Linked DNA regions of Rattus norvegicus: all the other regions are linked to region 1. The links are chromatin contacts, called in public Hi-C maps. All regions are on one chromosome and are shown on one strand. Each heading gives the region's core, a stretch centred on a gene start, on an enhancer-like site or on the middle of the called end of the contact. The rest is flanking DNA. Distances are from core to core; before and after follow the strand shown. Region 1 has its middle 27 kb from the start of Smim41. Region 2 overlaps LOC134479613 (a long non-coding RNA gene). Region 3 has its middle 22 kb from the start of Krt8.

Evidence for each region. A called contact is a pair of places that touch in the nucleus more often than the background predicts.
Region 2: a contact with region 1 is called in a Hi-C map of the A7r5 cell line, with 5 times the contacts expected there. The contact joins two enhancer-like sites. A contact is called at or near these places in 5 of 12 Hi-C or Micro-C datasets (the A7r5 cell line, kidney, mammary epithelial cells and 1 more).
Region 3: a Hi-C map of the A7r5 cell line shows a contact between it and region 1, with 8 times the contacts expected there. The contact joins two enhancer-like sites. A contact is called at or near these places in 4 of 12 Hi-C or Micro-C datasets (the A7r5 cell line, the Rat2 cell line, kidney and 1 more).

The regions. Positions count from the first base shown.
Region 1 is chr7:134,314,460-134,317,496 of GRCr8, reverse strand. No RefSeq gene overlaps it. Among named protein-coding and RNA genes, the nearest start is that of Smim41, 27 kb to the right of the region's middle. Within about 2 kb of position 1,601, at least 17 of the 93 cell types and tissues checked have an H3K27ac peak or open chromatin away from gene starts, as enhancers often do. A contact at or near this core is called in the A7r5 cell line, where this site is marked.
Region 2 is chr7:135,074,399-135,077,435 of GRCr8, reverse strand. LOC134479613 (a long non-coding RNA gene) reads right to left here. Exons shown (of 3, transcript XR_010053156.1): 3 at 1-406. Among named protein-coding and RNA genes, the nearest start is that of Eif4b, 9.3 kb to the left of the region's middle. Within about 2 kb of position 1,420, at least 4 of the 93 cell types and tissues checked have an H3K27ac peak or open chromatin away from gene starts, as enhancers often do. A contact at or near this core is called in the A7r5 cell line, where this site is marked.
Region 3 is chr7:134,987,150-134,990,186 of GRCr8, reverse strand. It overlaps the pseudogene LOC103692986. Among named protein-coding and RNA genes, the nearest start is that of Krt8, 22 kb to the left of the region's middle. Within about 2 kb of position 1,521, at least 37 of the 93 cell types and tissues checked have an H3K27ac peak or open chromatin away from gene starts, as enhancers often do. A contact at or near this core is called in the A7r5 cell line, where this site is marked.

The sequences.
Region 1 (3,037 bases), core at 352-2,851:
ACATCGTGTCCTTCTCGTCATTTGGAAGGGAGTCCTAGAGTGCCCACACTCTCAGGAAATAGCAGTGAAGCTCCCCCCGACCCCACCAAGATGTTTCAGAGAAACACACACACCAGTGTGTTAGGTGGCAGTGATGCCTTGGGTCCCCCAATGTCACTTCATGTCCTACAGGACTAGAGTGTCTGGGTGACCCCCTCTCCCTGGGTTGTAGATGTCTGATTAATGGCAGGATTTTGTGAAGTGTTTCTGTCAGTACTGCTGCATCTCAGATCACTATCTCACTCGTCCTGTCCCCACCCCCACCCCCTTCACTCTCCATTCACACAGGTTAGAGCCTGGTGAAGTTGCCTAATCTCTTGAGCATCGTTCTGAACAACACACGGAGGAGTTCCCGCGCCTGCTGCACCTCTCTTTGCTTGGGGACACCAGGTTCTTAGCCATCCTCCGGTCTCTGCAGGTTGGATCCTCCTGGTGGCACCCCCGAGCTTGTGTGAGCTTCATTGTCACAAGGAGGCTGGACCTACAGCATGGTCACAGAGCCATTGCTAAGGGTCTCGCTAGTGGTGTTTGCTAAACAGGGCAATCCTGGTCCTTTATCGGTGAGCTCCCTGTCGAAATTCCTGGGTGCCAGCCAAGGAGAGAAGGAAGTCAGAGCAGCTGAGTGGAGAGAGGGGGTGTGCCCATCTCAAACCCCCTCTATCTGCCCAACATCCTGAATCCAGGCCTCTTGGGCATCAAAAGGAGGTGGCTGGCCCTAGACAGTCCATGCAAAGAAAACACCTTATTGCCCCCTCTTCAATCCTTCCAGAGTCCACAGGAAGCTTTACACCAGGACATGTTTTACCTCACAGCTGTGTCAGCTCACTCCAAACTAACACTAACACACACACACACACACACACACACACACACACACACACAAGCGCTCACTGTGAACCCTCCTCCATCTATCCACCCAGTCAGTCGAAGCTCCCCAGTGCTCACTGCAAGCCCTCCTCTCCCTCCTCCTCCTAGCCTTCCTCCTCCTCCTGCATCCTCCCTCCACCCATTCAACCACAGCACAAGATCCTTTCACTACTAAAACGCCAGGCTCTATTCTTGCCCCTCATGTATAATAATTTAAGCACCTAGTCCTCCCAACATCCCTTGTGACAGTCACTATTGCTAGAAAGGCTGAGTGAGTCACCCAAGGTCACACAGCTCTGAATGATAGGACTGGGGTCAGGGCCCTGTTTCCCATCAGCCTACAAGTGGACTGCTTCAGGGTCCCCCTCTGGCCAGCTCCAGCCTTAAAGCTGTACCTCTCTTACAAGATGGCCATCCCCTGCCTTCTAAGGCTGTCTCCTCTCTCTTTCTGCCCCACCTCTGATAAACTCTGCCTGGCTGATGTTCAAGTACAGCAGTGGAACCCACTGCCACGGGAACACAGATATTTCCTTTACAATTAGGGGGTTCTCATTCTTAATTTTATCATCAATGACAGCCTGCTTCTTCTTCCCAATAGTCAAAGTGGGAAGCAATCCATCTCAAAGTCCCAACGAACACACAGAAGTGAAAAGCACTTAGCCCTGGGAAACAGAGGTGGCAAGAACGTTGTGACTAAGTCTCCAGGCAGCCGGGTGGGGAGGAGAAATCTGACCCAGGACTATCTGCAGGAAGCAGGCTGTTTGCTCTGTGGCCACAAAGTCTTTATCTCATTGCAATAAAAATTGCTCACGCAGGTCTTGCTAGGAAGAAAGCTGAGGGGTGGGTGGACTGGCTGTGCCCTAAGAAAAACATTTTTAAAGCAAAAAGGAAACCATATTTTATGGGAATGTTGACCGAGGCCGAGGACACCACACTCGTAACACCCAGGGACACTAAGTACTCCAGAGCCTGCAGCGTTCGAAACAGACTCTCGGAACGGGATGGTCAGGTCAGGCTCAGGACCCAGAGTGCCCAGAGCTGGCTGGGTAACTCAGCCTGACAACCCATGCTAAGTGCTTGGCACAGATACTATACTGCTCTGAGGCACTGGCCAGCCCTGGAGAGCAGAATGAACTCTCCCGTCTCTCTAACTCTGCACAGCTAGGATGCTGTGAAGAAGGCCACGCATGGCTGAGTCTGGTCTCGTAATCGAGGACCTGGAGAACCATGCAGGTCCTCTGGTGGGGGTCTCTCCTGTGGCCTCTCACCAGATAAAACCAAACTGAGCAAGAGAAGGAGGAAGTATCTTAATGGCAGGCCTTTAAACAGAGTTTTCGCTGAAGCAGTAAAAGGATATCAGCCTCTCGGAGACTGTGAGAAAGAACAGCCATTCCCATCCAGACTTTCCAGGCATGGTTTCTCTTTGTAGTCCTGTCTGTCCTGGAACTCACTCTGTAGACCAGGCTGGCCTCGAACTCACAAAGATCCTCCTACTTCTGCCTCCTGGGTGCTACCACCACCCTGCTGCCTAGGGCTTTTTGTAGAAGTAGGCATGGGACCCTCATTCTGCCTAGGATGGCCTGAGCCTTGGGCATGAAAGCGGGGCTCAGTTCACCCTCCTAAGCCAACTGAGGACAGTAAGTAACCACCTTCTATTACTGATGGTTTACCTTCGCAGTCAGTCAGAGGCTGCTGTCCTAAAACCACGGGTAGGTATTAAAGAAAGGAGTTGCTAACCAGATTTACTGCTTGTTTATCCTGTCAGCTTTAGATGGTTTTATACCAGGAGGACCTGGGTCAGTGTGACCTGCTTCCTCTGGTTTTGTGTCTAGGATGTTGGGATTTTTGTTTCGGTTTTACAGCACTGGAAAACCAAACTGGGGGGCCTTGCCCATGCTAAGCAAGCTCCCGGCCACTGAGTTATAACACTTCCAGTCTGCTGCTGCTTTTCTGTTTAACTAAGCAGTGACAAGTGGCTTGAGGCTTGCGTGCACATATTGTCAGCATTTGTAAGCTTTCTGCCTCCTCTCCCAGTTCCCGCTCCTTGCCTGCCGAAGGGCCTCACCTCCTGCCTGATATAACCAGTTCTTCTTTTGCCTCTAGTATCTGCTGGGAAGAGGCAAATCTCAGT
Region 2 (3,037 bases), core at 171-2,670, 760 kb before region 1:
ACGGAGCGATCGCCTCTTAGTTAAAACTGTCCAAACGGTGGCGCTGTAAACCAGGAAATCAGAGCACAGCACCGCGGCTGCTGGTTAGAAAGAAGCCGCTGCGTTTGCAGCTAGAAGGTCACCAGGGGGCAGAGAGAGGTAGGGACTGCTGGAGTCAGGCCACTACCTCAACTGCCATCAGTAAAGTGGAGACTGCTGATGAAGCTGTGAGGACAAAACAATAAGCAGGTTTGGAATGAAATGTCCGAAGAGACAGTTCGAACAGCTATCCAAAGCGAAGCTTCAGACTTCCTCTGTTCCCCAGACAAGATCTGGTTCTGGGCCTGGCTCTCTCAGATGGTTGATCTTCTCTTCTGTCTCCCTGTTTCTTCCTTCATATTAACACCGCTGGTCTGTCACCAGGGCCCTGAGAAGGCAAAGGAGACATCCATGAGGACGAGGTTGAAGGGGATTGTGTGTGCGCATGCGCGTGGTGCCTGAAAGCAGGTTGGGGAGGAAAGGCTTTATTTGTCTTACATTTTCAGCTATCAATGAGGGAAGTCAGACAGGAACTCAAACAAGGCAGACTCCTGGAGGCAGGAGCTGATGTAGAGGCCAAGCTTACTGGTTTGCTCCTTGTGGTTTGCACAGCCCACTCTTTCTTACAGCACCCAGGATCACCGGCCCAGAGATGGCACCACCTACGATGGGTTGGGCCCTCCCACGTCAATCACTAATTAAGAAAATGTCCTACAGTTGGATCTAACGGAGTCATTTTCTCAACTAAGGCTCCCTCCTTTCAGATAACTGCAACTTGTGTCAGGTTGACATAAAACTAGCCAGCACAACATGTCTAGTGATCCCCAGAAACCCAGGAACATGTCTAACGGCCCCTGGACAGGATGCTGGAGAGGGCGGGGGAGGAGGGTCCAGACCTTTGCCAGGTCTTTCCTCTGGCCTAGGATGCCCTTCCACACTGCGTGTGCATTCATTTCCAACAGGTTCCCTACAGGCCAACTCAGAGGTCACCGCTTTCCTGATTCTCCAAGACAACTTTGTCTCTCTTTTAATAGCTGGATCATAGTTTCTACTACTGGATACTGAGGGTAGCCACCTCTCAGCAGTGCCAGCACGGTGTCTGACCTACTACAGACAGGATAGACAGACGGACTAATGATGTGTTGACTTCCTTCACCTTTCTTTTAAAAAAAAAAAAGATTTATTGCGTTTAAACTGTGCCTCATATGTGGGTATTTTATTTGAACAAAGGTGCTCTCAGAGATCAGAGGTGTTGGATTCCCCTAGGCCTGCAGTTGCAGGCAGTTGTGAACTGAACTTTGAAAGAGCAGCAAGTACTCTTAACTCCTGACCTCTCTAGCCCTGACTTTCTGTTGAGGGTAGCGTGGAGAGAGGCAGAGTGACTGAGAGACTCAGCTATTTCCCTCCGAGGCTATTTCTGATATTTTGTGCGTGAATGTTCTGGGGTGTGGAGGTGTGTGTCAGCACAAGGTTGTGCCTGCCTACGTGCATGCGTGCGTGTGTGCGTGTGTGTATGCGCCTGTTTGTCCTTTTAGGGCCCGGAAACTTCCTCTCGTGTTATCTCAGGGAAGGCATCTCAAGGGATGATTTCAGAGCAGGCAAGGAAAGAGAAAATGGAGACAGACTCCTGTTCTCAGTCCTCTAAGCCAGCTAGACATCCAGACAGCAGGGTCAGAGGTGCGGGGCTGGGGGTGGGGAGGGGAAGCTGAGGGAGAGACTGGAATCTCTCTGCTTTGTTTGGGAAGGACACCCTTGCAGATGTTTTCTCATGAAGAAGAGAAGCTGCAGGGTCCTCTGGAATGTAAACATCAGATAAGACGCCCCCTGTCCCCCAAGTAAAGTTCTGTTTTCTTTAATCTAGAATAGGTACCACACATTCTTTCTCACAATTTGGTTTTGGTCCCTTTAGCCTCTATAGTCAGGCTCCTAACCTACCATGGCCTCTTCCTCAGCCTCTGCGCCCCTCTTTGGGCCTCTCTTTACTCCATTATGATCTCCTTTTACACAAGACCTGTACATCAGGCTTTGGAGCAGGGATCTCTCATTTAAATCAGCATTTAGATATCTCTTAATTTCTGGCTAGAAGGTTCTGCCCTTCCCATTGTGGGATTCTCTCTTTTCCCTTTTAGGAAGAACGAGCAGGCCACATCTTGGCACAAAGATAGTGTTCATTCACATAACTGATGCCCCAGATAACAAGCCAAGGATCATGGTCTTTGGCCAGCTGTAAGGCCAGGCTCCCCAGCTAGGGACAGAACAATCTCCCCTGAGTGAAGCCAGTTTAGTAGCGGGGTGTCAGAGGAGAGAGCCCAGGAGCTGAGAGTTAGGAGAGGAAGGCTACAGGGAAGGAGAGCGCAGTGTGTGCAAACAGGAGCAGGAAAAAGCCCTGGCAATAGGCACCGTTAGGCAGCACTGTCTGGGAGAGCTCAATGGACTCAAAGGGGTCTGGAAGAATTAAGGAATGGGCCAATTACGGGGTGATGGTGGAGATGGAATGTAAGGATAAGATTAGATTTTGTCTTAACTTCGTGAAGCTTAATGATGTTTACAGAGCCAGGAGGGAGTGGAGACAGAAGGTGCTGGGGCTTTGAGGATAACCCGAGGGAGGGATCGCATTGTGTGCTGTTATCAACACCGGGCTGAGGTGAAGGGTCATGCACCCATCTATACCCCCACCACGGTCCTTGCCCCATAGAGCTCTGAGGTACCTTGAGTGAGGACCAGGCTGAATGGAATTGAAGGAGAATCGAGATAGCCCTCCTCACCTTCTCGGTCATAGGACTAGCCTGGCTACATGTCTACACGTGGCCAAGTGTTCTTCCCACATTGGAGCTGAGGCCTAAAGCCCTTCCTACCTCTCAGGTAGCACATGACAGAGTGGACTGTTCTGGTCTTGAGGCATGGATTCTCTTCACTAGGTGCTGCCTAGCTTCCTCGGGCTGACAGTCCAGAAAAGATGGCTTTGAGCAGGCACCTGGGCCCAGGGGGACACCCCAGGGCTCAGTCCACTCACAGAGGC
Region 3 (3,037 bases), core at 272-2,771, 670 kb before region 1:
ATGTATACAGCTCCACCCAGCAGAACTAAAACAGAGGCCTAAGCCACTAAAGTCCACAGTTCTGGGAAGGTCTCTAACTAACCTTGCTTTTTGGCTCCTGTAGTTCTGCTTCCGGCTAATTTTTGTTTGTTTATTTTTTTCGGGAACACCTTATTCATTAATTATACAGATAACGTGGAGTAGACAGTGCGTACAGAAGTCGGGAACACCTCATTCATTGATTTTTGTCACTTATCTAGTTCAGTCGAATGCTCACAAGGAAAATAACCACCTAAGGCAGAAACTTCATTCAGAACTTCACGAGAGCGGACAGATCAATACCGATCAACGTCCCTGCTTCTGACCGAATCATTCATCTTCAAACAGGTCATTTTGCAAGATGGAATCCGTGTTGCACCTTGAAAAGCTGGAGCACAATGCACAACCACAGAGTCAGAATCTTCATCAACGTATCCAGACAGGCGTCTGCTTGTAGTTTTTAGTATCCAAAACCTTTCTGCCGCACATCGCACAAATGCCTTTTTTGTAGGCACAGCCTCGACTGTCATGAGAACCTGGCTGGTGTACAGAACTTTTACAAATTCTGCAAGTGGAGAACTTATTTTTTTCCATGTGGATCAAACCTTGCTTCTTTTGATGTCAAAGCTTTATTTTCTGTGATGTTCCGGGCCCTGCCCTTCCATGTGTCTGGAGTGACAACCCTGCTGAGTTTCTTTTCACACTTTTCACACACCATCCTTCCACGGGTCGTCCTGTCCCCTCAACTCATAAAGCAGGAGCAGTTGTCAAAATACATCAACAACACCTGTTTGTTTATTTTTAAACAGGGCTTCATTAAGTAGCTTTGCCTGGCCTGGAACTCTCTGTGTAAACCAGTCTGGCGCCAAACTCATAGGGATCTTCCTCTGTCTCTCAGGCGATGGGGTGAAATGTGCATGTCTCACCACACTTGACCCCATTTGAAGTTTTAAGAAGAGAAGCTATTAAATAAGCACCCCCCCCCTTTTTTGAGGCAGGCTTTCTCCATGTAGCCCTGGCTGTCTCAGAGCCTGCTCTGTAGACGAGGCTGGCTTCAACTTAGAGATCTGCCTGCCTCTGCCTTCTGAGCGCTGGGACAAGAGAGTGCCCCATTACTGTTCTCCTAATTTCTCCCTTCTTCATTTCAGAGAAAATCAGTTTTGTCCCAGGAATGCAGAATTTGGGATTCTCAAATACTTCATCAGAGTGCCCTCTGTACAGGTTGGCATCTGTATGGGAGAATCCAGTGGCCAGACCTGTCTTCTGTCAATCTGATGGTCTCCTAGGACGAGGCGTACAGATCAGAAGCCTAACCTTCCAAGCTCTTGGATTTTCAGTTTCCTCCCTGGCGGAGGGGACGTGTTTGAGTACACCGGAGGTACACTATCTGTCCACTAGGGGGCAGCAGAGGAGCACGGAGGAAACTGCTCTGTCGCCCAGAGCCGAGCGTGCCAGCAACTTGCAGCTCCTATTCCAGGAGCCAGACCTGGGCGGCTCCTGATCACAGCCTATCATTGGCCACAGAGGCATGCTTTGTACTAATCGGGAAGTTCTCATTGTTTTGGGTAGACTGTGACGTGGCGAGTGACATTTGTGTGGATTTTAGTCTCTATCCACAGGAGTCCCACACCTTGTATGGTATCCGGGTGGGTGGGTGGGAGGTGAGCTGAATGCCAAGAGATGGGAGACGTCCTGGGCAGCCTTGTTTGTGAAGGAAGCCGTGCACTGCAGGTCTAAATACCAGAGGAGAGGCGCCAAGGGCTTGTAGTCACATTGCCTCGCTTGCTTGCTGTCCCCCATCTGTCCAGCAGGAGGCAGCACGTGGTTCCAGGAGCTAAGTACCATCTTTAGAGCCTTCTGAGGCGGAGGCTGGTGGTCCATGCCTCATAAGGTTGGCAGACCGAAAAGGAGGTAGACCAGGCCCCAGGGGGCACAAGCAAGGCAGGCATCAGAAGGGCACACCTGAGTTACTAGGGCTTAGTTGGCCTATGTGGGTCCCCAGCTCATAGGCCCAGCACCCTGTAGTCCTGGAGTCTCAGGGTGCACAGTTGGGGTCATGCCAGAGTGGGAGCTTAAATGTCTTGCTTTCCAGTGTAGTGTGTGTCCCTCCATTGTATCAGTAGGAGCACACAGGAAACCTGAGCGTTAGGGCCTGCCTGATGTGACCAGAGATCTGGAGGGATCCTTTCTCTGCTGCTAAAAGTAGCCCAGTTCCTATCAGGATCCTTGAAGAAACCACGCACCATCTGCTTTGTGGCTGTGTATGCCTGACCCCAAATATGCTTCCAACGTCTTGCCTGTCCATTCGGTGGGCATTTGGACTCTCAATTCAGATATGACCTTCCCTGACAGTCCCTGGAGTCTGTACCTGCATTTCCTGACTCTACCACAAGGCCCTCAACCCTTAATCCACACTGAGCGAGGTCAGGACCTGTGTCCCTGTGCCTGGCAGGGGAGGGGTGGTCTTGAATACCTGATGTCTAAATGGAAGGGAGGCCTGTATGCATTTCCTTTGCCCTCTGAAGCGATGGCTTTCCTATCCACAGAAGCTTGGCAGGGAGTGAGTGTGCGTGCATGCGTGTGCAGGTGCATGAGTACTCACATGCTTTTGAGACCAGAGGCAATCTTCTGTAGAGGTTGTATGTGCACAGGCACAGACAGGTAGAGGCAGGCACAGACAGACGTGCTCGCACTGAATCAGGAAGCATGAAGCTCTGGGAACAACGGCAGATGTGTGAGAGAGACATTTGTTGATGTGTTACTTGCACAGAGAGAAGCACTACATGGGGCACTACCAGGAGTATGATGTTACTGAACCCAGATCCCGAAGGGGTATCCAGCCCGAGGCCTACAGTGGGGCTGCTACACTGTGTTGCTTGACTGACAGTCAGCACTGTGGAGGGCAGAGGAGCCTCACACTGTTACCTAGTGCTGTTCAAGGGACTTTCCTGACTCTTGAAAAACGTGTTTGTGTGTGTGTAAGTGCATGTGTGTGTATGTGTGCACATGCACACGTGTG